6 separate regions of the Mus musculus genome follow, and all the other regions are linked to region 6. Evidence: chromatin contacts called from public HiChIP or PLAC-seq and Micro-C data. All regions are on one chromosome and are shown on one strand. Each heading gives the region's core, a stretch centred on a gene start, on an enhancer-like site or on the middle of the called end of the contact. The rest is flanking DNA. Distances are from core to core; before and after follow the strand shown.

What was found. Hi-C and Micro-C count contacts between places; a contact is called where the count stands out from the background. HiChIP or PLAC-seq counts read pairs in DNA pulled down with a chosen protein or histone mark.
Region 1: an H3K4me3 HiChIP or PLAC-seq map of stem cell-derived neural progenitor cells shows a contact between it and region 6, with 4 times the contacts expected there. The contact joins the enhancer-like site here to the promoter of Adamts9 in region 6. A contact is called at or near these places in 3 of 39 promoter capture datasets (embryonic stem cells, frontonasal cranial neural crest and hippocampal neurons), 2 of 115 datasets of contacts at active chromatin or transcription factors (embryonic stem cells and stem cell-derived neural progenitor cells) and 1 of 9 other capture datasets (embryonic stem cells).
Region 2: a Micro-C map of embryonic stem cells shows a contact between it and region 6, with 5 times the contacts expected there. The contact joins the promoter of Magi1 here to the promoter of Adamts9 in region 6. A contact is called at or near these places in 4 of 39 promoter capture datasets (the 3T3-L1 cell line, frontonasal cranial neural crest, hippocampal neurons and 1 more), 4 of 484 Hi-C or Micro-C datasets (all in embryonic stem cells) and 3 of 115 datasets of contacts at active chromatin or transcription factors (astrocytes and embryonic stem cells).
Region 3: a Micro-C map of embryonic stem cells shows a contact between it and region 6, with 3 times the contacts expected there. The contact joins the enhancer-like site here to the promoter of Adamts9 in region 6. A contact is called at or near these places in 8 of 39 promoter capture datasets (the 3T3-L1 cell line, 3T3-L1-derived adipocytes, the C10 cell line and 4 more), 2 of 484 Hi-C or Micro-C datasets (both in embryonic stem cells), 8 of 115 datasets of contacts at active chromatin or transcription factors (astrocytes, cardiomyocytes, embryonic forebrain and 3 more) and 1 of 9 other capture datasets (embryonic stem cells).
Region 4: a contact with region 6 is called in an H3K4me3 HiChIP or PLAC-seq map of forebrain, with 6 times the contacts expected there. The contact joins the enhancer-like site here to the promoter of Adamts9 in region 6. A contact is called at or near these places in 7 of 39 promoter capture datasets (the 3T3-L1 cell line, embryonic stem cells, frontonasal cranial neural crest and 3 more), 8 of 115 datasets of contacts at active chromatin or transcription factors (astrocytes, embryonic forebrain, embryonic hindbrain and 3 more) and 1 of 9 other capture datasets (embryonic stem cells).
Region 5: a contact with region 6 is called in an H3K4me3 HiChIP or PLAC-seq map of embryonic limb bud, with 4 times the contacts expected there. The contact joins the enhancer-like site here to the promoter of Adamts9 in region 6. A contact is called at or near these places in 7 of 39 promoter capture datasets (the 3T3-L1 cell line, the C10 cell line, embryonic stem cells and 2 more), 6 of 115 datasets of contacts at active chromatin or transcription factors (astrocytes, embryonic forebrain, embryonic hindbrain and 2 more) and 1 of 9 other capture datasets (embryonic stem cells).

The regions. Positions count from the first base shown.
Region 1 is chr6:93,955,410-93,958,882 of GRCm38.p6, forward strand. All of the region lies in intron 1 of Magi1 (membrane associated guanylate kinase, WW and PDZ domain containing 1), which reads right to left. Among named protein-coding and RNA genes, the nearest start is that of Gm22840, 67 kb to the left of the region's middle. Within about 2 kb of position 2,047, at least 38 of the 459 cell types and tissues checked have an H3K27ac peak or open chromatin away from gene starts, as enhancers often do. A contact at or near this core is called in stem cell-derived neural progenitor cells, where this site is marked.
Region 2 is chr6:94,282,530-94,286,021 of GRCm38.p6, forward strand. It overlaps Magi1 (membrane associated guanylate kinase, WW and PDZ domain containing 1), which reads right to left and starts at 1,388. Exons shown (of 24, transcript NM_001029850.4): 1 at 481-1,388. The coding sequence starts at 793. Gm31661 (a long non-coding RNA gene) reads left to right here and starts at 1,392. Exons shown (of 5, transcript XR_377886.4): 1 at 1,392-2,400.
Region 3 is chr6:93,977,406-93,980,846 of GRCm38.p6, forward strand. The region is part of intron 1 of Magi1 (membrane associated guanylate kinase, WW and PDZ domain containing 1); the gene reads right to left. Among named protein-coding and RNA genes, the nearest start is that of Gm22840, 89 kb to the left of the region's middle. Within about 2 kb of position 2,081, at least 7 of the 459 cell types and tissues checked have an H3K27ac peak or open chromatin away from gene starts, as enhancers often do. A contact at or near this core is called in embryonic stem cells, where this site is marked.
Region 4 is chr6:94,069,307-94,072,453 of GRCm38.p6, forward strand. The region is part of intron 1 of Magi1 (membrane associated guanylate kinase, WW and PDZ domain containing 1); the gene reads right to left. Among named protein-coding and RNA genes, the nearest start is that of Gm52867, 160 kb to the right of the region's middle. Within about 2 kb of position 1,590, at least 24 of the 459 cell types and tissues checked have an H3K27ac peak or open chromatin away from gene starts, as enhancers often do. A contact at or near this core is called in forebrain, where this site is marked.
Region 5 is chr6:94,010,321-94,013,632 of GRCm38.p6, forward strand. All of the region lies in intron 1 of Magi1 (membrane associated guanylate kinase, WW and PDZ domain containing 1), which reads right to left. Among named protein-coding and RNA genes, the nearest start is that of Gm22840, 120 kb to the left of the region's middle. Within about 2 kb of position 1,996, at least 8 of the 459 cell types and tissues checked have an H3K27ac peak or open chromatin away from gene starts, as enhancers often do. A contact at or near this core is called in embryonic limb bud, where this site is marked.
Region 6 is chr6:92,942,255-92,945,872 of GRCm38.p6, forward strand. Adamts9 (a disintegrin-like and metallopeptidase (reprolysin type) with thrombospondin type 1 motif, 9) reads right to left here and starts at 1,280. Exons shown (of 40, transcript NM_175314.4): 1 at 787-1,280; 2 at 1-193. The coding sequence starts at 901. The region is part of intron 1 of 9530026P05Rik (RIKEN cDNA 9530026P05 gene); the gene reads left to right.

The DNA.
Region 1 (3,473 bases), core at 797-3,296, 1.0 Mb after region 6:
GAAAGTCAAATGATGCTCCTGAAAGAATACTGCACATGGCAGCTGTGCCAAAAACGTGCCGAAGAATAGCATCAATCAGGTGATGAAATGCTAGGGCATCTACATCCCATTAGTCAGAAAATGTGGGGAAAAGCAGATAGGTATAGATACAGAAACAGAGAACAGGGATGGCCAGATGGGGGTGAGCACAGTAATGAGTTAACACTGTTACTTCGCCTTTCAGATAGGTTCGAAGTTTTTCAGTATAACAATAATAAAAAAATTCCTTCTCTAAAGCTGGTATAATTACTATTAAGGTAGCAAACATAGGTAAGACTGTCAATATGAAAGATACCAACTTCTCTCACAAATCAGGAAAGTAAAAGTCAGCAGTCCTCAATGTTCCTACTATGAGGAAACAAAATAAAGAATTGGCCTGGGATTAACATTACCTTCCACAGGCACTTGCCTGGATTTGTAGGTAAGGTTCCTTCCAGGGAAACAGTCCCACCCCCACCCCTGGGGACAAGAAGGACCTTTCAAAGGTTTCTATGCAAATGTGACTGAGATCCCACTGGCATTCCCAGGCTTGAACATCCAGAATAATTAAGACAGCTGTTCTCCTGCCCTCCCAGCCTCACCCCAATTTATTCTCTGAGTGGAGAGAGAATCTGGGTTGAAAACCATATTCTGATATCATTCGTGCAACAGTTGGCTGGGGCCAGAGTTCCAGGCACTCTGACTGACCCTGGCAAATCACAGACAGACAGTACAGCAGACTACTGCTATCTGTATACATCACTAGATGAGCCTGAGAGGAAAAAAAAAAGTGAGGAAGTTTCCCACTCAAGAAGGAACCTGTACACATTTATTCTTTGCATAGAATCTTGGCTTTAGGTATAGTTCAAAGTTAGAAACAAAAAAAAAAAAATGTAACAGTGTGAAGAAAAGCGGTGGAAAGAAACACCTAATATGTGCATATGCATGGTTCTGGACCACAGGGCCCCCAATGGAGGAACTAGAGAAAGCACCCAAGGAACTAAAGGGAACTGCAACTCTATAGGTGGAACAACAATATGAACTAAGCAGTACTCCGGAGCTCTTGTCTCTAGCTGCATATGTATCAAAAGATGGCCTAGTCGGCCATCACTGCAAAGAGAGGCCCATTGGACTTGCAAACTTTATATGCCCCAGTACAGGGGAACGCCAGGGCCAAAAACGGGGAGTGGGTGGGTAGGGGAGTGGGGGGGGCGGTATGGGGGACTTTTGGTATAGCATTGGAAATGTACTATCAGATTAGTAAAAGAATGGGTCCCTAGAAAACAAAACTTTACCAGGAGTCTCAAGCAGAAAGAAATGGCTGAAGACCTGCAGCCTGAGAAGAAACTAACTGAGAAAAGAGGAACTTCAAGAGACTGGGAAGCAGACAGCTTTGTACAGGGACCACACCACCTTAGCTTGGTTGTATATACCTCTGACTTCTGTTTAAGCCTCCTCCTGAGTGTCAGGACCTCCAAGATGAGCTGGGGTGGGGGTGGGAGTCTGGTCCTGGGATCTCTTTGTCCTTTCTTGGCCACACTGAAAACATCATTTCCTCTGCTTTTCATTATTTGTCTCTTTTAAGTGGGTTACTGAGAAGTATGGCTTGTTGAGGCACATACTGTGATATCCAAGTTTCATAATAAGCCTATTAGGTAAAAAATCTTAATTCACTAAGACTTATCTCTCTGGACAGCCTATAGCTCCCACTTTGAACAAATGAGGCAAACATTTCCGAGGTTGCGCATCTCCAAAATGCTCTCAACGATTGCCATTCTTACACTCCACCATTTCCATGCTGATTCACTGTCAGCTCCCAGCTACTATTCAAGAGTGAGTACAAATAATGGGCTATAAAAGCCACTGGGTAATTAGGACACTCACTGGCCATATGCCAACCTCAACAAGAAGAGGTAATATATTGGGAGTCATTGGCACATCTGCCAGCCTGCTTCCCCTCTGGCTGCACAATAACAGTGCTCTCAATAGCCATTTGTTCTTGACGAAAGGACTGACCAGCAAGCCAGCAAACAAACAAAAAAATCAATAAGTGCCTGTCTTTGCCTCCCCAGTGCTGGGATTATAAGTGATGTCACTGTGCCTATCTTCTTTTAAAGGAAAAAACTTGTCACTTCTATAAACTGAACTTGGGGCCTTTTGCAACCACTTTACCAAACGAATTGTGTCCACAGTCAACAACTCTTGTGGGAATCTGTTTTTTTGTTGGTTTTTTTTTTTGTTTTGTTTTGTTTTTAGTTTCATGACTGTCACGTATGTATAAAGCAAAAGGAATTAAAGAAGCCAGCCTTCTATGTGACCAGAATGTGAACTAAATCTGATGCAGACATCAGGTTCCTTCCACACTCCCATACTTCCACACGACATGGCTGATGGTAGGTGTGCAAGCCAAGAGAAGGCATGCTTTCAGCTCTGGAAGGAAACAAAGCACAGGAGACAGACTCCCCTCTCTTCCAGTCCCAAACATCAGGGCATGCAGCCTTCATTTTCAACTTCCCCCACTTATTCTCCTTCCTTTATGTGTACATTATATTGTTTAGTCATTGTTTTAATTTGCATTCCCTCAAAAGCCTAACCCTTAGCCCATCTTGTTATGTGCTAATGAAAGTATCTTTCCAGTTGTGAAGTTTCTCTTCAGATTGCTTGCCTGTTTTTATTAGGTTATCTTAGCAAAACTGTTCCCCATACACTGTATTTCAAGTCATGCACAAAAGGGGATTTTGTAAATTTCTGTCAATCTGTGGCTGCCTGTTTTTTCTTAGTGATATGGGTTTTTCAAAATTCTATTTTATTATTTAGGGAGCCAGGGATTGAACCTCATGTCTGGTGCATGCTAAGCAAGCATTATACTACTAAACCACACTCCAAACTTAGTGGAATCTTTACCCAAGTGAAAGCATGTCAATATTAACGAAGTTTAAGATTTACAGTTATTTTTTCTTAACTGTTTACTGTTTTATATGTTAAATCAGAAAATAATTTAACAAAAACAAATTCGAAGACCTGGATGTAAAACCAATATCTGTACACAATCCAGTTTAAAGAATCATTGTAAGTGCTAATTCACGTGACATCTCTACTGGGCTTCGGAATAGCCAGGTTCTTGGTCAAATGCAATGAGTTTAACAAAAATCAATAGACTGAGTAAATCAGACTGCCTCCATCAGTGTGCACACACCTGATCTAGTTGGTGAAGACCTGAGGGTATCAAAATCTTGCCATGTTAAAAATAACAGGGATTTTCTTCCACCTGACAGCCCTGAATGAAGAGTCGCTTCTTCCTTTCTTTGGACTAGAGCTAAAACACGGGCTTCCCTTGAGCATCAGGGCTGTCAGCTTTCTAGTGGGAATTACCACCAGCTCTTCTGGGCCTCCAGCTTCTCCACTTCAGTTCTGGGACTATGCCAACCTCCAAACTCCTTACAATCTAATCTAAA
Region 2 (3,492 bases), core at 138-2,637, 1.3 Mb after region 6:
GGGTTATAACCCAGCCCCACCTGGAGGGGTTGCAGGATGAAGGCAAATTCTGTGATGGAAGAATTCCAATCAACCATAAATAGACCCTCTCCTTCCACGACCCACTCTCCAGTTCAGGGAAACAGGCAGTGGCAAGCCACCAGCTCCGTGAGCTCATCCATCCCGTAAGGGGCTGGGGGAAGCGTCCACCTTAGCCTCCCTCAGTTCCCCATCTGCCTTAAGGTGAAGGCGAGGCTGCGCAGCACTAGGTGGCTACGACCTAGAAGTTGGCAAACCAGACCTGGGAAGCATCTCCCCGCTTCCCGGCGCAACCCCGGCCCCAGCCCGCCACGCAGGTGGGCGCACAGCCCACAACCTCACAACTTTGAGTGCATCTGGTCCGGGCCTCAACTTTGGCTCACAGCACTCGGAGCAAACGGCGCCCCCTCAGGCCTCCCCTCTTTTTCGGGGTGCGCCCCCCAAAGGCACGCCCCGTCTTACCTTGTCTGACGGCTTTGAAGGTGACGGCCTCCTTGCAGCTGTCGATGACTCCCAGCACGTCATAGCGGGGCAAGCCGGACACCCGGACCCCCTGCACCTCCAGCAGCAGCTCACCTTCGGCCAGCTTCGGCCCCTCGCCACCGCCGGGAAGCCCCGCCGCCTCGGCCGCCGCCACCGCCCCCACGTACGGAAACTCCCCATGCTCCGCGCCCCCCAGGACCGTCACCCCCAGCTCGCCCTGGGGTCCCCGCTTCACGGTGCACTCGTGAACGCGGCCAGTCCAGTGGTTCTTCTTCTGGATCACTTTCGACATGATGAGTTACAGCCCCTCCTCGAAAACAAAATTCAAATTAAAGAAAAAAAGAAAAAGAAAAGAAAACTGCTAAAACGAGAGACAGGTGCCCCCACAGCACGAGCCCCCGGAGCGGCGGGCTCACGGGAGAAGCATCTCTCGGAGCGCGGGAGCGAGCTACTCGAGCCTCCTCGCCCGACTCTCTCGCGCTCTCAAGCCATCATAAAACAAACTTTCCGGGCTCCGTGAAGAGCCCTGCACGGGCGCCCGCGAGCTTTGTTTGCATTCCGGTGCCTCCGGGTCCGCGTTCCGGCGCCGACCGCGCTCCCGGGACCAGAGTCCACTCCGGCGCCGCCCGGGCCCGCTCTCCGCTCCGCGGCTCTCTCCACACACGCCGCGCCTGCTCCGCGCCGGCCGGCCGCTCCTCAGCGCGAGGGAAGCCCTTTCCAAGCTAGTTGCCGGGAGCCCTGGAGACGCGACGGCGCGGGGCGGGGGTGAGGGGACGCGAGGGAAGTGGCCGCGGCCCCTTTAAGCAGATACAAAGGCTCGGCTTGTTTTGTTACAGTTCATTCTACTCCGCGCGGCGGAGCGCAGCGGCCGGCTGGAGAGGAGACGCGCGCGCATGCGCCCGGCGGCCGCCCGCGGGCAGGCCCGCCCCACCCCTCCTCCTGGAAGGGAGAGATTCCAACGCGCCTCCCGCGGGGTCCTAGGGCCGACCCTTCATTGACGCCAACTTGCTCCTCTCCCTGCACCCCTAGAATTCCTCCTCTTGCAGTGTGGTCGGCTCAGCCAGAGCCTTTTGGGGGAACACGTGTGCTTGCCCGACTCCAGCTCTCGAACTTTTGGAACACAGAGAATTTGGCTTTGGTGTTTGCAAATCGTTTCAAACAGGTGGGGGCTGGGAGACCAATTCAGCGCGGGGCTCACACTCTTGCTGCCTACCCGGGTCCCTCCTCGTCCTCCGCTAGTGCCTGGCCACGCCATCGCTCACGCGCCTTCCGCCACATTTCCGCGCCTGCTCCCCGCCCAGGGGTTCAAGTCCACATGCGGAGCCTGGCTCTTGTCTCTGTGACCCTGAGGACCCGAATCAACAAGACCCACACACCCTCTGCATCCCTGTCCGCGCCCACCAAACGCACCTACACATACGCTCCCATCGTTAAACTTTGGGGCCAACTTTTTAGGACAAGGAAAAAACTGCCAGCGAGCGAGAAAAGCCAAAGCTAGCGTGGCCTTTTTACCTAAGACTTCTCGCTGGCCTCTCATTGTCCTTCCAGCAAAGGGGGCGGCGGTGGCCAGCCCCCTTTGGCTTCTAGGAGAGCCGAGAAACCTAAGCACTGCTTTGGGGAGTAAAGATCACCGCAGGGTGCGGGTCCTGCACAAGCGTGGGCGAGCCGGCCACCTCGGAATTCGCCGCCCAGAGGCGGGGTCCAGTAATCGGGGCACTGGTGAGGCCGGGACAGAAAGAACAGCCCCCACCGCCAAGAAGCCAGTGCAGTGGTGGCCCTAGCGGTTTTGTTTATTTTTCAGTGGTTTCCAATGAGTTCCTCTTTGGTCACGGACTTGAGAATCTACTAGATAAAAGGAGCTGAGTTGGAGCCACTCAGAGAGATGAGGATGTCACTGAGGTGGGTCGAGAGGATAGGTCTGAAGTTCAGATTCCGCAGGCATCTTAAGTACAACATTAAGTGAAGACCTTCCACTTGCCAAGGCTGGAGGAATACAATCACTCCCACCCCCACCCCCACCCCCTCCTCCACCCCCACCCCCACCCCACCCCACCTCACACACAGAGTTGTTAGAAATAATACATAGGCACTGGAAACTTGCAAAGTAAATAATTTATGGTGGCATATAAAATTTCACAGTCTGATAACTGGGGGGGGGGGGGGTGTCAGAGTCCTTAGTGGTTGGGGTTGTAATCCCCTCTCTAGAACATAAGCATACATTTAAGCTCTTCAAGCCCTGTTTCTAGAGAGCTATTCTAAGTTAATAAGAATGAGGGCCTGGCGTTTTACATCTGTAATCCTGGTACTTGTGAGGCTGAGGCATGGGGACCAAGAATTCAAGGCAAAGTCTAGGAGAGGATGGCCTGGGCTCCCTAAGACTGGCTACACACAAAAAACCGTCTTGCTCCTGATTATTTGAAAAGGTGAAAGGAATTTCATGTCTCTGGTGTTTTGTTGTTGTTTTTTTTTTTTTTGGTTTTGTTTTTGGGGGATTGGTTGGTTGTGTTTTCCCCCAAGTGGTGATAGTGGTGTTGGGGGAGGGGGGCTGCTTTTTGGTTTTGTTGGTTTTGGTTTTACTGAGGTCAAATGAGCAGTCCCTTCAAACCTAACTGCCAAACCCTAACAGAGATCTAGCCATCAGCATCTCTAGGATGTTTTAATTTGCTTTTTGTTGCTATAATAAAACACTAACCAAAACCGACTTAGTCAAAAAGGGTCTATTTGAACTTAGAGCTCAGGAATGCACCTTACTGGTTTGCTTCTCCTGGATTGCTCAGCTGCCTTTCTTCTACATCCTAGGTCCACATGCCCAAGGATGGCACCCACCACAGTGGCCTGGGTCCTCCTGCAACAGCCAGCAATCAAGAGAATGCCCTATAGGCATAGCTACTCCCCAGGTCCGCTACCATGCTCTTTCTCCAGCTGTGTCTAGGTTTTCCTCAGGTTGACAAAAACTTCACTAGCAGAACCCACCACTCTTTGTCAACCATT
Region 3 (3,441 bases), core at 831-3,330, 1.0 Mb after region 6:
AGCAATCCCTTTTCAGTGGCTTTGAATGATACAGAAAACCAGTATGTGTGCTTTATGAGAAACGTGTAGAAAGTTGTCACATGGTGGTGGAACACTTTTTTTGTTTGTTTGTTTTGTTTTGTTTTGTTTCTTTCGAGACAGGGTTTCTCTGTAGCCCTGGCTGTCCTGGAACTCACTTTGTAGACCAGGCTGGCCTCATACTCAGAAATCTGCCTGCCTCTGCCTCCCAAGTGCTGGGATTAAAGGTGTGCGCCACCACGCCCGGCAGAGCACACTTTTAATCCTAGCAGTCAACAGGCAATAGCAGGTGGATCTCTGTAGCAAACAAACAAAATGTATAAAGTCATGGATAACTAACTGCTCACATGTCTATTATAATCCTAGCACAAACAGATGAAGGCAGAACGAGAGCTCTTTCGAGTTCTAGACCAGCTCTGTGATGTATTCTGAGATTGTGTGTGCATGTAGGTAGGTATGGAGATGAGAATTTTTAGGTTGCCCTGCTGGCTTTCTTTCCTGGTTTGGTCCCGTATTTTCTCACTATGCTTGCTTTCCTCCCTTTGGGAGGTAATTCATATTGTATGCCACTGTATGTTGGAAGTAGGTGAAGTATCTGCTTTTTAATTTTGATTTTTACAGGTAAGAGATCTCCAGAAGTATCAGAGACTGAACTTCTAAACAATGTTGAGACTATTAAAGTCTATTTGGACTTCTGAAGTTGGACTGAATACATTTTTTGCATTATGATACAGCTTCAAGCCTCAGGGATGGTAATGGAGTGTGGTGGTTTGAATAAGAATGGTTTCCTCAGACCCACATATTTGAATGCTGGGTTACCAGCAAGTGACTATATTTGAAAGCATTACAGAGAGTGGTCTTGCTAAAGGAAGTATGTCATTGGGGGTGGGCTTAGAGGTTTGAGATGCCCGAGCCAGACCCAATGTTCCTTTCTTCCTTTTGCCTGTGGATCCAAATGTAGTGCTCTCAGCTACTTCTCCAGCTCTAAGTCAGCCTAAGTGCTGCTGCCATCCTTCCAACTATGATGATAATGAAGTAAATCTCCAAATTGTAAGCTAGCCTCAATTAAATGCCATGGTAACAGTGTCTTTTCTCAAAGGCAGAACACTAAGACTGTAGGTATGTTTAAATAAAGCGCCTTTAAATACAAACACAAAAACCTTAAGATTGTGATGAAGTAGCAAACAAAAACTGTTACCAGAGATCCACAACAACCTACTTACGTATTTCCATTAGAAGTGGCTTAGGTGTTCATGGTAACTTTGCATAACATAGCTATCACAGATAACAAGAATTGACTATACCTACACCTTCCTTTAATAAATATGCACTTCTGACCTCAGCACCTTGTTGTTCTCAGCAGATCTGTCCAGAAATCTAAATGTTTTAGAAGTTCTTCACTTACAACCCAAGCTTATCAATCACTGTGCATCAGAAACAACAAAGCTCCCAGAGGCCTGACCTGCCTCCATTTAGCTTTTGTATCACCCTGTTCTGACATACAAGCTCCACAAGCTGCTTTATATGATGCACTGTGTATGCTTGGAAACTGACCTGAACCTTGCAGAAATAATTTCATCCAAAACATTAAAAAAAGGAAAAAAAAAAAACTCCCAACAGTTTCCATATGTTCATTAAAGAGGTAATCACACCCAAATTTCTAGCCATTAGTCCACCTGCTGAAGATGTTTTTCTGTACTAAGAGGAGAGCCAGGGATTTGTGTGGTTACCATTGGCAACCTGTCACTCTCAGCAAACTTATCACCTCGTTCAAACTTCTCATTTGTACACATATGTTCACCAAGTATTAATATGCTAGCAATGTACAAAAGACATTAAAAGATAACCAAATTGGAGGTGAACTCAGGTATGGATAATCAGATACTAACTGCCTTTGGAGCACCCGGGAAGCTCTTGGGGTCACTCCCCAAAACTGCATTCTGCCCCTACTCCAAAAACAGGAGGATTGGAAGTTCAAGGTCATTCCTACCACATACCAAGTTCAGGATCAGCTTTGGCTAAAATGAGACAAAAGACAAAAGAAGCTAGGCGTGGTAGTACATTCCTGAGACAGAAGCAGGAGGATGTCTGAGTTCCGGGCCAGCCTAGTCTACAGAGAGAGTTCCAAGACAGCCAGGGATATACCATTGACACCCTGGCTCAATAAAAGAAGGTGGTGTGGGGGGAGGTTTTTTCAGAGGTATATTCACAGTTACTACAAATAGCATCTTAAAAGAACAGAATGGATTTGGGGTCATCCTCAAGTCTAACAACTTTTACTGCAATAAAGAATTTCCCAGATGTCATTCCTCTACACCAGAGGTTCTCAATCTTCCTAACGCTGCAACCCAACCCTTTAACACAGTTACTTATGTTGCGGTGGCCCCAACCATAAAACTATTTTGTAGTTAGTTTATAACTATAATTTTGCTACTGTTATGGATTGTAATGTTAATATCTGACATGTAGGATATTTGATATGCAACTGCTGTGCAAGGGTCCTTTGACACTCCTCTAAAAAGAGATTGTGACCCACAGGTTGAGAACCAGTGTTCTGCACACAAGTCACATGAAACATAAAAGAAAAAAAAAAAACCATGGAAAGTGATTTCTGAAAAACACTATAAATAATTAAATCTTGTAGACGATCACACATGGGAGTAAAAGCTCTGAGCAGACCTGAAGAGAAAACGATAAAGAAAAATGACTAAAATATGCTTCAGAACCATAGCGCAGCTTAGGGGAGGCCAGCTGGTGTGAGTTTGGGTCTACCTACTTGAGAAGAACATAGAGTGGAAGAGGGCCTTTCTCCAGGCAGAGAGAAGGCCTGTATCAACAACCTCAACTGTCATCACCAACAACATAAGGCACAGCAGCTCTGAGCCCTGGTGGAGGTGTTATTCTGAGATGGGTCTAGGCTGACCTACCTCATCACCCAGGAAATAGTCACTGCCGTGGACTCCCCCATCAGGGCCAGGAATGCAGCAGCAGCAGCTGCACCTAGCGGGTACCCAGTGCTGACATTGCAGAAGATTCCAACAGCCAGATGTCAGCTTGCAACTAAAGACACTTGTCTAAGAAGAGCTGGGCTAAATCACTCAAAACACTGTCTGGAAGTCAGTAAACAGACTAAGAGTGTGAGACCCCTGACACCCCATAGTCCTTCTGGGAAAACACTGCCTGGAAGTCACTAAACAGACTAAGGGTGTGAGACCCCTGACACCCCCACAGTGCTTCTGGGTAAGAAAGATAAGAAAGATTGGGTGGTGAGAGGTCTGGGAACATTTGAATTTTTCTTTCTCACCTTCCTTCATATATATAAAAGCATATATATAATACATGCTTCAAGGAGTAGTTCCCAGACCTCCTATCCTGAGATTTCTTTTACAGGACTATCAAGTCCAGGGAACGATGCTAAGAAAA
Region 4 (3,147 bases), core at 340-2,839, 1.1 Mb after region 6:
GTGTGATGAAAAATGTAAAGCATAAATCCTGTGTGTCCCTGATTGAAGAAACAGCAAAGTCTTTCCGGACATAGGAAGAAATGTCTGTTCCATGTTAAACGTGTGGCTGTTGTTTCAATGCTTTTATTAAAAAGGAATCAGACCACACCCACAAATGACAGTGATGCATGTTCTGTTTGAAAATATCCAGGGCAGAACCAGATAAGCAACAGTCTAGTATCTTCGATCAGCAGAACTTTCACAGCGTTGGCAGGTGCGAGGAGTGAGGCTGGAGATCAAAGGGCACTCACAGCTCTGGTTTCCCAGGATAGGCTGGAGGGCTTGAGCTTCACCCTGCTATAGCACTCCACACACACACACACACACACACACACACACACACAAACAGAGCATAGACACTGCAGAGGAGAAGACTCCTCCTGCCAGAAGTACCTGTATACACTCTGTACATTTCTTAAAATGTACCCTAGGGGAGGGCTCAACAACAAGTGCATATCACCTCAGCCACTTTGGAGGCTGGAAGAAGAAGGCCGCTTGAGTCTAGGGATCTGGAGCTAACTTGTGTAACAGCAACACCCTGTTCTTAAGAATAACAGGAGCGTAACCCCATGAACTTCACAACTTGCAGATTTATTGCCATCGAGTGGGTCCCTGACGTGGCCATTGTTCCTATATCTATTAAGGCTACAGGGAAAGTGAGGTAGAAGAAAATATACCCACGGGAAAAGTATTTTAATCTTGTAGTACATGGGTCCTCAAGCCCTACATGGACAAAGGACAGGACCACCGTGGCCATTAAATGTTCTCTAAGAACTCTGTGCATTCCAACCCAAAGAAGACTGCCTTCTGTATTAAAACTGGGTTTCACCACCCTCCTACTATAATCAGGCAAGCTCAGTTAGACACTGCAGAATACTAACACTCACTGACTGCTGCCCTTTTAGCTGCCACTGCAAGTCAGTGGTAAAGGCAGCCCCCATCCCGTCCTCCCTACTGGGGAAGCAGGTAGAGGTGAGACCACCAGGAACTCACAGACATTACTGGCTATATAGTTGGAGGCCAATTTGGGCTACGTGAGAATCTGTCCCTGCCCACCCCCGAAAAGAAGTCTAATGTAAAATAACCTTTGTGTATTTCATTTCATTCCTCAGTGATCCAATTATTTCACACTTCTTTATTTGAAGGCATGAGGGCCTATAATAAGTTTGAAATTAAGATCTGTTATATGACTCTACACTATGTAAGATCTTAATTCAATGCTGCTAATATTATTTTTTAAAATGTGACATACTTAGTAACATACTGAGCCCACTTCTGTTACTGTAAAGATCAATGTTCCCTGGTCAAAACAGTGACTTCATGGTTCTGAATGTGTGAGGCAATAGGATAAATAGTTTCTGTCTCTTCTAACTGAATTCAGGTACAACTGTCCGGCACAGCTCCTTGCTTCTGTCACAGGGTCAGACACAGGACATGAGTAGCCACTCAATGCAGACGTAAGCAAAGATCCCAAGGGAGGACCCAAGTTCACTGCAGACCCTGGCAATGATGCTAGACAGAGAAGAAGCACCCACACCCTGGAACACAGGATCTAGGAAGAAAGCCAGCAGCTGCCATGACAACAGCTTCCCAAGACCCAAGCTAGTATGTAGGAAGCCAGCAGAGGAAAGGAAAAAGAGAGAGAAAAAGGACAAAATCTTCCAGGCAGGAAGCTAATAGACTACAGACAAGCAGGAAGATGCACGGTGAGACTCTGTAGGGCACAAGACACTTTCCCAGGCACCTGATGAAGTAATGACCCAGTTCCCTAAGACTAAACAGTCTAGGAGTGCTTCTCAACCTTCCTAACACTGCAACCCTTCAATACAGTTCCTCATGTGTGGTGACCCCAACATAAAGCTGTTTACTTTGCTACTCCGTTAACTGTAATCTCGCTGCTGTTCTGAATCACAATATAAATATCTGATCTGCAGGACATCTTAAGTGCAACCCCCAAAGAGATGACAATCCCCAAGTTAGCCTGCAACCAAAAGCACTTCACAGAATGAGAGCTTAAGGGAATCAACAGAGGGATGTGAGCACTCTCAGAAGACCAGCAAGGTCATGAGGAGCGAGGGAGGCCTGAGGTCTATCAGAGCTGAGCGAAGGTTCTGACCCCAGAACCAGCCTCTAAGTTTCCAAAAGCAATCTGCTTTGGTGTTTTGTTTTGTTTTGTTTTGTTTTCAGGAGCTGGGTTCCTCATCAGTTAATTGAGGAAACTACTTGACAGGCAATTCTACTTTAAGAATAAATGAATTAATATGATATATATATATATACATACATATATATATACATATATATAAAATATTCAAAAAGTACTGACTGCAGAATAGTTTACCTTAAATGTCAGCAAGGATCGTTTACCCCCCATAAAACACCAAACTTTTTTTTAAAGGAAAAAACCCCACATTCTCACAGACCATGAATTACTATGATGAAGAACGGCATGTCAAAACAAATGCAGACATCTTCAAAGAACGAATGACCAAAAGGAGTAGAGTCACTGACAGATCAACTCAGCATGTCCTAGCACCAGATCTGTCTTCACATGGTGACAGTTTAAAGATAGTCATTGGCTTGCACAGCTCCACTGGCTACAGAGCCCATTGGAATTTGTTACAATTGCCTTTGAAACTGCTTCACAAGACTGTCTTCTTGAGAACAAAATGAACACGGAAGAAAAATACAACAGCGTTGTAATTTGCTTTCTGCAGGTCTATGACTGCCTTGTCTTGGATACTTATGCCTTAATTATACTTAAGTCATTAATTTTAACGACTTCTTTATAATTAGATTCAAAGATTAGAATTGTTATATCTCATTGTACTTCCTTTTTAATATGAATTATTTGTAGCTTGCTAAATGAGCTACAAATTAGAATAATTTCTTCCAAAGAGCAAATATGAAAAAGAATCCACAGGATGATAGAAAATTCCAGAAGATAAATAGCTCTGGGGTAGAAATTATTCACTACAGATTCCTGTAATGCTAACCAACCCAATAATTAAGGGGAACATGGGCATTTGTTTTCATAGCCTGAGTCTCTAGCTAATAAAAAAATTAATAAAGTGGTAATCCAGTTTTGCTCCAATATGGGATAAAATA
Region 5 (3,312 bases), core at 746-3,245, 1.1 Mb after region 6:
ACATGACTGCTGAACCAGAAGATGAACAAATCTGATGCCTTCGATGCTCAGTGAGTCTAACTAGAGTAATGAACTCCACTAAGGCATTTGCTGCGCCCGAGAACAGTGTGAGGACCCACGATAGGAGAGTCAATTATCACAAGGCTGCCCTGCTCAACTTTTCTCACTGATTAAGGATCCAATGAAAACTTGTCTAAGGAAATTTAAAAACCCTCCAGGTGCCCTCTCTCATTCCCTGCATGATTGCCTCCAGGCAGTTCTATCCAAGTGCGCAGGCTCAATTACTATCTCTGTGGCAATGAGTCTTTCCCGGACCTTTTTCCAGAGCTACAGAGCTTCTTCCATGGATCGAGTTGCTTCTTGGATGCAACTACTCAGGCATCTCAAACTTGCCTCAGACACACAGAGAGTAAATGGCAGGTTAATTTCGGGTTTAGATAGTGCCAGAGAATATAAAAATGTTTCCAATGTTCAACCTCTCTCCCTTCAATGATGGAGGCTCCCAGAGGACACAGGATGGGAGAGTCCAACTGTACTAAGTTGCTGAAGAAAAATGGAACCACAGGAAAATGAGCTCTAGGTCGGCAATGCCAATAAAATGTGACCAAATCCTCCACTGGCCCTGGGGACGGCTAACTTGAACTTGAGATTTTTTTTTTCTTTTTCTTTTTAGTTTGAGATTTTTAAGACACTTTCAGAAAATAAACTACCTTCAATTTGGTGGTTGTTTGTTGTGGTTTAGGTATGTTTTGTTTTGTTTTGTTTGAGAATTGTTCAATTTAAGGAGCTCTTATTCCTTACATCGTCTTTATTATTTTTATTTTTTACATGACACATCCATATATAAATCAGAGGACAACCTATAGGAATCAGCTCCTTTTTTCTACCACGTGGGTTCCAGGGACTGAACAGGTCATTAAGTTTGCACACAAGTAGGAACTTCCCTTTATCATCTGAGCCATCTCCTAGCCCTTGCTTTTCTTTAAAACGGTTACAGTTACAGAAGTGACTCCTGATATAAGGGATGCACAGAGGCAGAAAAGTACGGTCTCCAAGTCCACTGCTCTCTTTATGTAATAGTCATGGGGAGAACCATTTGATGTGCAGCATTCTGTACGTCTGCTCTAAGGTATTTCTTCTTTTAGTCTTTACCAATACAGGCAGCCAAGCTGTGTCCACTCCTAAACAAACTCTGATGCCCTTAGGAGGCACCTAATTTGCCATCCCTTGCCACTCTTGAACGATAATTTTCTTATACACAGTTGCTACAAAATGAGCTGTCACCCTAGACATGAACTTGGCTGACACGTCAAGGAAAGACCATGCAGCCTCCACAGCAGGACACTCAAGTCAGACTGGCTGTTCTACACGGCCCACTGCTGCCCACTCCTTCCGATTTCTACACCTTATTACTCGCCTCTTTCTCCTGACTCAACAACTTTACCTTTTACCTGCTGTTGATTATCTCTGCCAAAACACACTGTGTACTGATTTTTTCCTTTTCATCTACCTTGCACGAGTAACAAATGACTCACTTGGGTCCCTATGGTCTAAAATTTGGGACTGTAATTGTTAACAGATCATTTACATTTTTGTTGGCAACAATCATTTAAACCAGTGCCTGAGAATATTTGTACATTCAAGTGCATGGCCACAAGAAGACCGGTGGGCACACAGCCAACTCTGTAGAAATGCACCTATGGGAGGAGGTAACTAAGCGCCCTGCCCTTTGGACCCCATCTCCTTCCATCTAGTCTTGGCTGTGCACAGGGAGCCGAGGGTCTCATAGTCACCCTACCGTTCCTAATAATCCCTGCTTTCCTTGTAGCCTCAAACACAGCTTTCTCCAGCTGTGCAAACTCCTCAGTGCCTTCCCCAAATCCCCAATCAATTAAAAGTGGCTCTGGCTGGCTGGAGTTTCAGAGACCTTTACTGAGGTTAAGGGTAAGTCACAATGCATCTCATATTACTTTTACACAAATACTGTGTGTGGAGCACAGTGATGCAGGGACTCTCGGGCCATTTCCTTAAGTCCCTCATTCTCCTGGTCTTATGGCAAGCTACATTCTTATTGAGGCCTATTTGTAGTAAGGAAAAAAAAATGATTTCTAAGCTTACATTTGGATAATAAAGTGTTATTTTAAGTCATTTAATACTGTTAGAGAGTATAAGCTCAACTGAAAACCTTCTCTACCCTAGAAACCCTCATAAAGTGGCTGGTATTCAGTAGCACATAAGACCAGCTACATCGGCTTTTGAAATTCACTGAAATTCTAATTAAATAGATACTGTCTTATAAATTCCTAAGAGGAACATTATTCATAACACATATTTGGTCGTGAAAAGTTGCATATATGCACTTTAAGCTGTTGACTTTAAAATACTTTATGTCCAGTGCACCTCATCCTGATTCTTATAAAAAGCAGCTGTGTAAAATATAAATCAGGGCAAACAATCTCTGATGCTACAGTTTCTTCATTTTCATGGGATTTCCCTGGGCTTATCCTGACCAGCTACAAACCTCCTAGGATATTCTTTTTAAGGAAATAGAAGTGGTTTTTAAAATATAATTTAAATGTAATATTTTTGATGTGCTACTACATGTGTGTCTGTGGTATATATTTGAATGTGTATGTAGGTATGTGCACCATGCAAGCATACATGCATGGAGGCTAGATGTGTTATTTCCCCCAGATACCACCAACCTCATTTTTGAGACTCAGTCTCTCCTGATCTGGAGCTCACTGACTCAGCTAGGTTGACTGGCCAGCAAGTCTTAGGGAATCCACCTACCTTTTTCCTCCCAGGCTCTTCTCACACAGGTACCAATCTCCATACCATTTACCAACTGAGCCATACCCTCTGTCCCCCTGAATATCTTGTAAGATGTATTGGACAGTTCCCAATCACCTTAGGTGATGAAATATTAATGTGTCTTATTGAGAAGACTATACGAGTATGGCAAAGCACAATCTTTGCATGAGCACAAAAAAAAAAAAAAAAAAAGTTAGCTCCCTCATGTGACTCAAACCTCAAGTCTCTTAATTACACAGGGCTGATAGATAGGCCTGGGGCTAAACAGTATCTCAAGAGAAGTTCTAACAGGATATTAGAGCGCATGTGCCTATTGATCAAAAAGAAAAAAATCTATACACTTGAGCCTTACTTTTATTTCTCTACATGTCTAAAGTGTCAGAAGGAGAGTGGGCAGGGTGTTTGGCTCGTTTCAGTCAACTTGACATAAGCTAGAGTCATTTTAGAAGAGGGAATCTCAATTGAGAAAATGTTCCCACAAGATTGACCAGCAGTGTC
Region 6 (3,618 bases), core at 30-2,529:
GAGAGGCGGTAGTGCTCCTGGGAAGAGGTAGAGGAAGACGAAGAGGAGGCGAAGGCAGGCCAGGGGTCAGAGGCAGAGTTAATGCTTCGCCGCCTTCTTTTGAAGTGCACGTTCGTGGGAAAGGGTTCCCCGAGGGGGTTCACTCGGATGGGAGACGCGATCTCATATTCGCTCAGACTCTCTAATAATTTCACTGCAGGGAGAAACAGAGGCAAGTGAGCTAATCAGTCATTTCCCCCGAAAGCTTTAATTTAAAAAGAAGATGGGGGGCTTTGTCCTAATTTATTTCGCAGCCACTTCGAGTCAATTCCTTCACGCTCCACCACTGGATAAATATTTGTTGAGCGCCTACTGTAATAGTAACAGCCGAGAACTAGGTGAGGGGCCGAGACTACAGCATTTGAAGTCAGACAATGAACAAATATAAAAACATAAAATAATTACAGATTCTGATAAATATCCTAAATAAAATAAAATGTGTGCTATCTGGTGATCCAAGCTATTAATTAGGACTGGTTTGGGTCAAGGGATAAGGAGGGTAAAAAAAGTCAGGTAAAAAGGACTGGGGGTGGGGGTGGCCCTAAAATTCTTGCAGTGCTTCCTTCCCTAATAGTTGACTAAGGATGACCCAGAGAAGGGAGAGGTTCCGAAAGGAGAGGTAATTCTTTCTAGGAAAAGGAGAGAGGCCTCTACTGCGGGGTGCCCGCCCCAGAGCGTGTTCAAGAAGGTGGCGATGGAGTGTGTGGGGGCGTGGGGGGGGGGCTTCAGGGTTCAGAGCCATGTTACCTTGCCTCGGGTGCAGCCTGTCCTTGCGCACGGCCGCCGCGGAGTCAGGGCTCCTCATCTCAACCAGGTCCGGCACCAGGAGCGTTAGCAGTGTGGCCCAGGATACTAACTGCATGGTGCTCCTCACCCCTCCCCCCGCTTCTCCCACCCCCTCCCTCCTGCCGGCTTTGGTGGCTGGCGGCGACGCGAGGCAGCAGCCTTGGAGAGCGCGCGGAACCCCGGCGCCCTGCCGCCAACTTTTTGACTTTAGGAGTCGCTGAGGTCCTGCAGAGAGGGTCCCGTCTGCGCTCCGCTGAGCAACGCTGCCGCCTGCCGTGAGCTGAGGCGCTCGGGCCGCAGGAGGAGGAGAAGGAGGCGGAGGACTAGGGCTCGGCGGCTCGGCCGCATAATGTCCAGCCTGCGGGCAGGAGAAGGCGCGGAACGTGCGCTCCGAGGCGCGCCGGGCGCCCTTTGCTGGCTGAGTTAGCCGAGCCGCTTCTTGAATGGGGGGCCAGGGGGCGGGGGCCCCCGCGGGCGCTCAAATACCCTAGGTGCACGCCTCCAGGAGGAGGAGAGGGGAGGAGAAAACGGGGCAGGCGGCCCGCCTCCTTGTAGATCCTGTCCCCTCCTCGGCCGCGGGTGCCAGGACTCACCGCTTTAGGCCCCTCCAGCTGCCGGAGGCGGAGGCCAGAGGCGCCGGCAGTGCCGGAGCAATCGGTGGCCGTCCGCGTCACCTCCCCGAGGTGGGGTTAGCAGAGATTCCCTGAGAAGGAGGGAGAGCAGAGAAAGTTCTCTCTCTCTGAGGTGGCGCTCAGCCACCCACTCCGATTCCCCTTTCCTACTTTGGTCTCCGGTTTGGAATCTCTCTCTCGCCAGGTCTTGGTGTAGGTCTCTTTGGGCCCATGTCCCTTTTCTCTGATGGTCTCTTCCTTCTCCGCTTTCTACTGAGCCATCTCCACTTCTCCGTATCTGCCTGTCCTCTTCATTCTGCCCCCGTCTCTTTCCATCACCCAACTTGGCATTCCTTACAAGAGGAAAAAAAAAAAAAAAAGTAGCCTTGCGCCGTCCTAGTCCTACACTTGATCACTATGAACCAGATTTGTCACCTGAGCTCCACTCTACTTAATTGCCCCAAGTCAAGAGTTTTAAAGGCAGGGATCTATTTCAGTCCAGTAGTTCTAGTTGTGTTTCTGATCCGCAGTTCTCTGAAAGTTTCGCAACTGTTTAAACCCGGGTCTTCCCGGGACCTCTGTCCCTGTGGCGAGAGCTCTACAGGTTTCTGTAGCCCCCCCCCCCCCAAAAAAAGGTTAAGACGCTTACTGTGCGGTTAGAGAGGGTGGGGACTTGGAAGCCCCCAACTCTGCCCGACATTTGAGGGGAAGGGAGTAGGGAAGGACTGTGAGGCCATAGGTCCCGGGGAAGGCACTCGAACCTCCAGGGATTTCCAGTCACTTCCGCTTGCTCTCAGAATTAGAGAGGATGCAAGCAGGGAAGTGGCTCCAAGCAGATAGTTCAAGTTATCCATCATCTCCCTCGGGTTGAAGATAGACATTTGGAAGTCAGAACTCTAGAAAAGGAGAAAGGAACAGAGGGAGAAGGGGGAGGAAGTAAAGAGGGAAGATTGTTAAATCATGGATAGTTAAAAAAAGCACCTTTCTTCCTTAGCTCTCAGAGGAGAGGATGCGCCAATTCAAAGGGAAAGGAAAGGGCATTTTCAGTAACTGATATGACTAATAAAGTTATAATCGCCCAAGTTTCCTAGAACCGGAGTTCTCTGCTGCTTGGCCAGCCACTCAGAACTGAGAATATCAAAGTGCCAGTAGAGACCAGCCAACAGTGTGCTGGGAGTGCCACCCATCCTGGAAACAATGATGTATACAGTTCTGATGATAGCGGAAAAATGACTTGGCAGGTCTGCCAGTTCCTAAAGATGTTGTTAATCCAATTGGTTAGGCACCACTGCCACTGTGAAGAGGCTGGGCATCCGGTATCCCTGTGCGGATGTGCACTGGAGATCTCGGAAATCTCGCTATTGAGGAGGTTGGAGAAATCTAGACCAGTCTAAAGCATACAGGAGACCCTGTCTTAATGTAAAAATAAAATAGCAAACAAAAGAACCAGCGAATTTTAAAAAGGGACTTTAAACCTTGAATCTTCCAAATAACTCACAAAAGTGAGTTTCTTCTAGCATGCCATCTTCCTCTTCATTAGGTGCTAAAGCTCCCTCTGAATTATTGTGCCTGGAAGTTGCCAGAAGCTGAGCATGGAAATCAGTCCACAAGAACTGACTTCAGTGGAGATGTAACAGCACCTCTACACAGTTACTCACCTGCCTAGCCCTTCTGAAAGTATCTTCTACCAGGGAACTCCTCAATCTTAATTCAGACACCTCCTGATCAGGAGATGCTAACTGCACAGGCATTACCACAGGAGAGGCTGAAGAGACAGCTCCTTGGTAAGGAACACTTACCTTTACAGAGACAGGTCCTGAGTTTGGTTTCTGCTGCCCACGTTTGGACGATTACAGCTGTTTGTAACTTGTTTCAGGAGATCCCACACTTTCTTCTAGCCACTCCCCCAAACCCCTGTACACATATGCACATACATGCAATTAAAAATATCTTAAGAAATTACTACAGGGAGGGACACATGTTCTCCTGTGTAGCTTCACTCCTTTGCTTTACCTCTAAAAGGTTAAGGTCAGATTCTGTTTGCAGCTGATGGGAAAAGAAGGACCAAAGCACCTGCGGGTGACCTCCTGAGCTGCGGGTGACCTCCTGAGCTGCGGGTGACCTCCTGAGCTGCGGGTGACCTCCTGAGCTCCTGAGGTGTTGGGGATAAGAGGTTTATGGA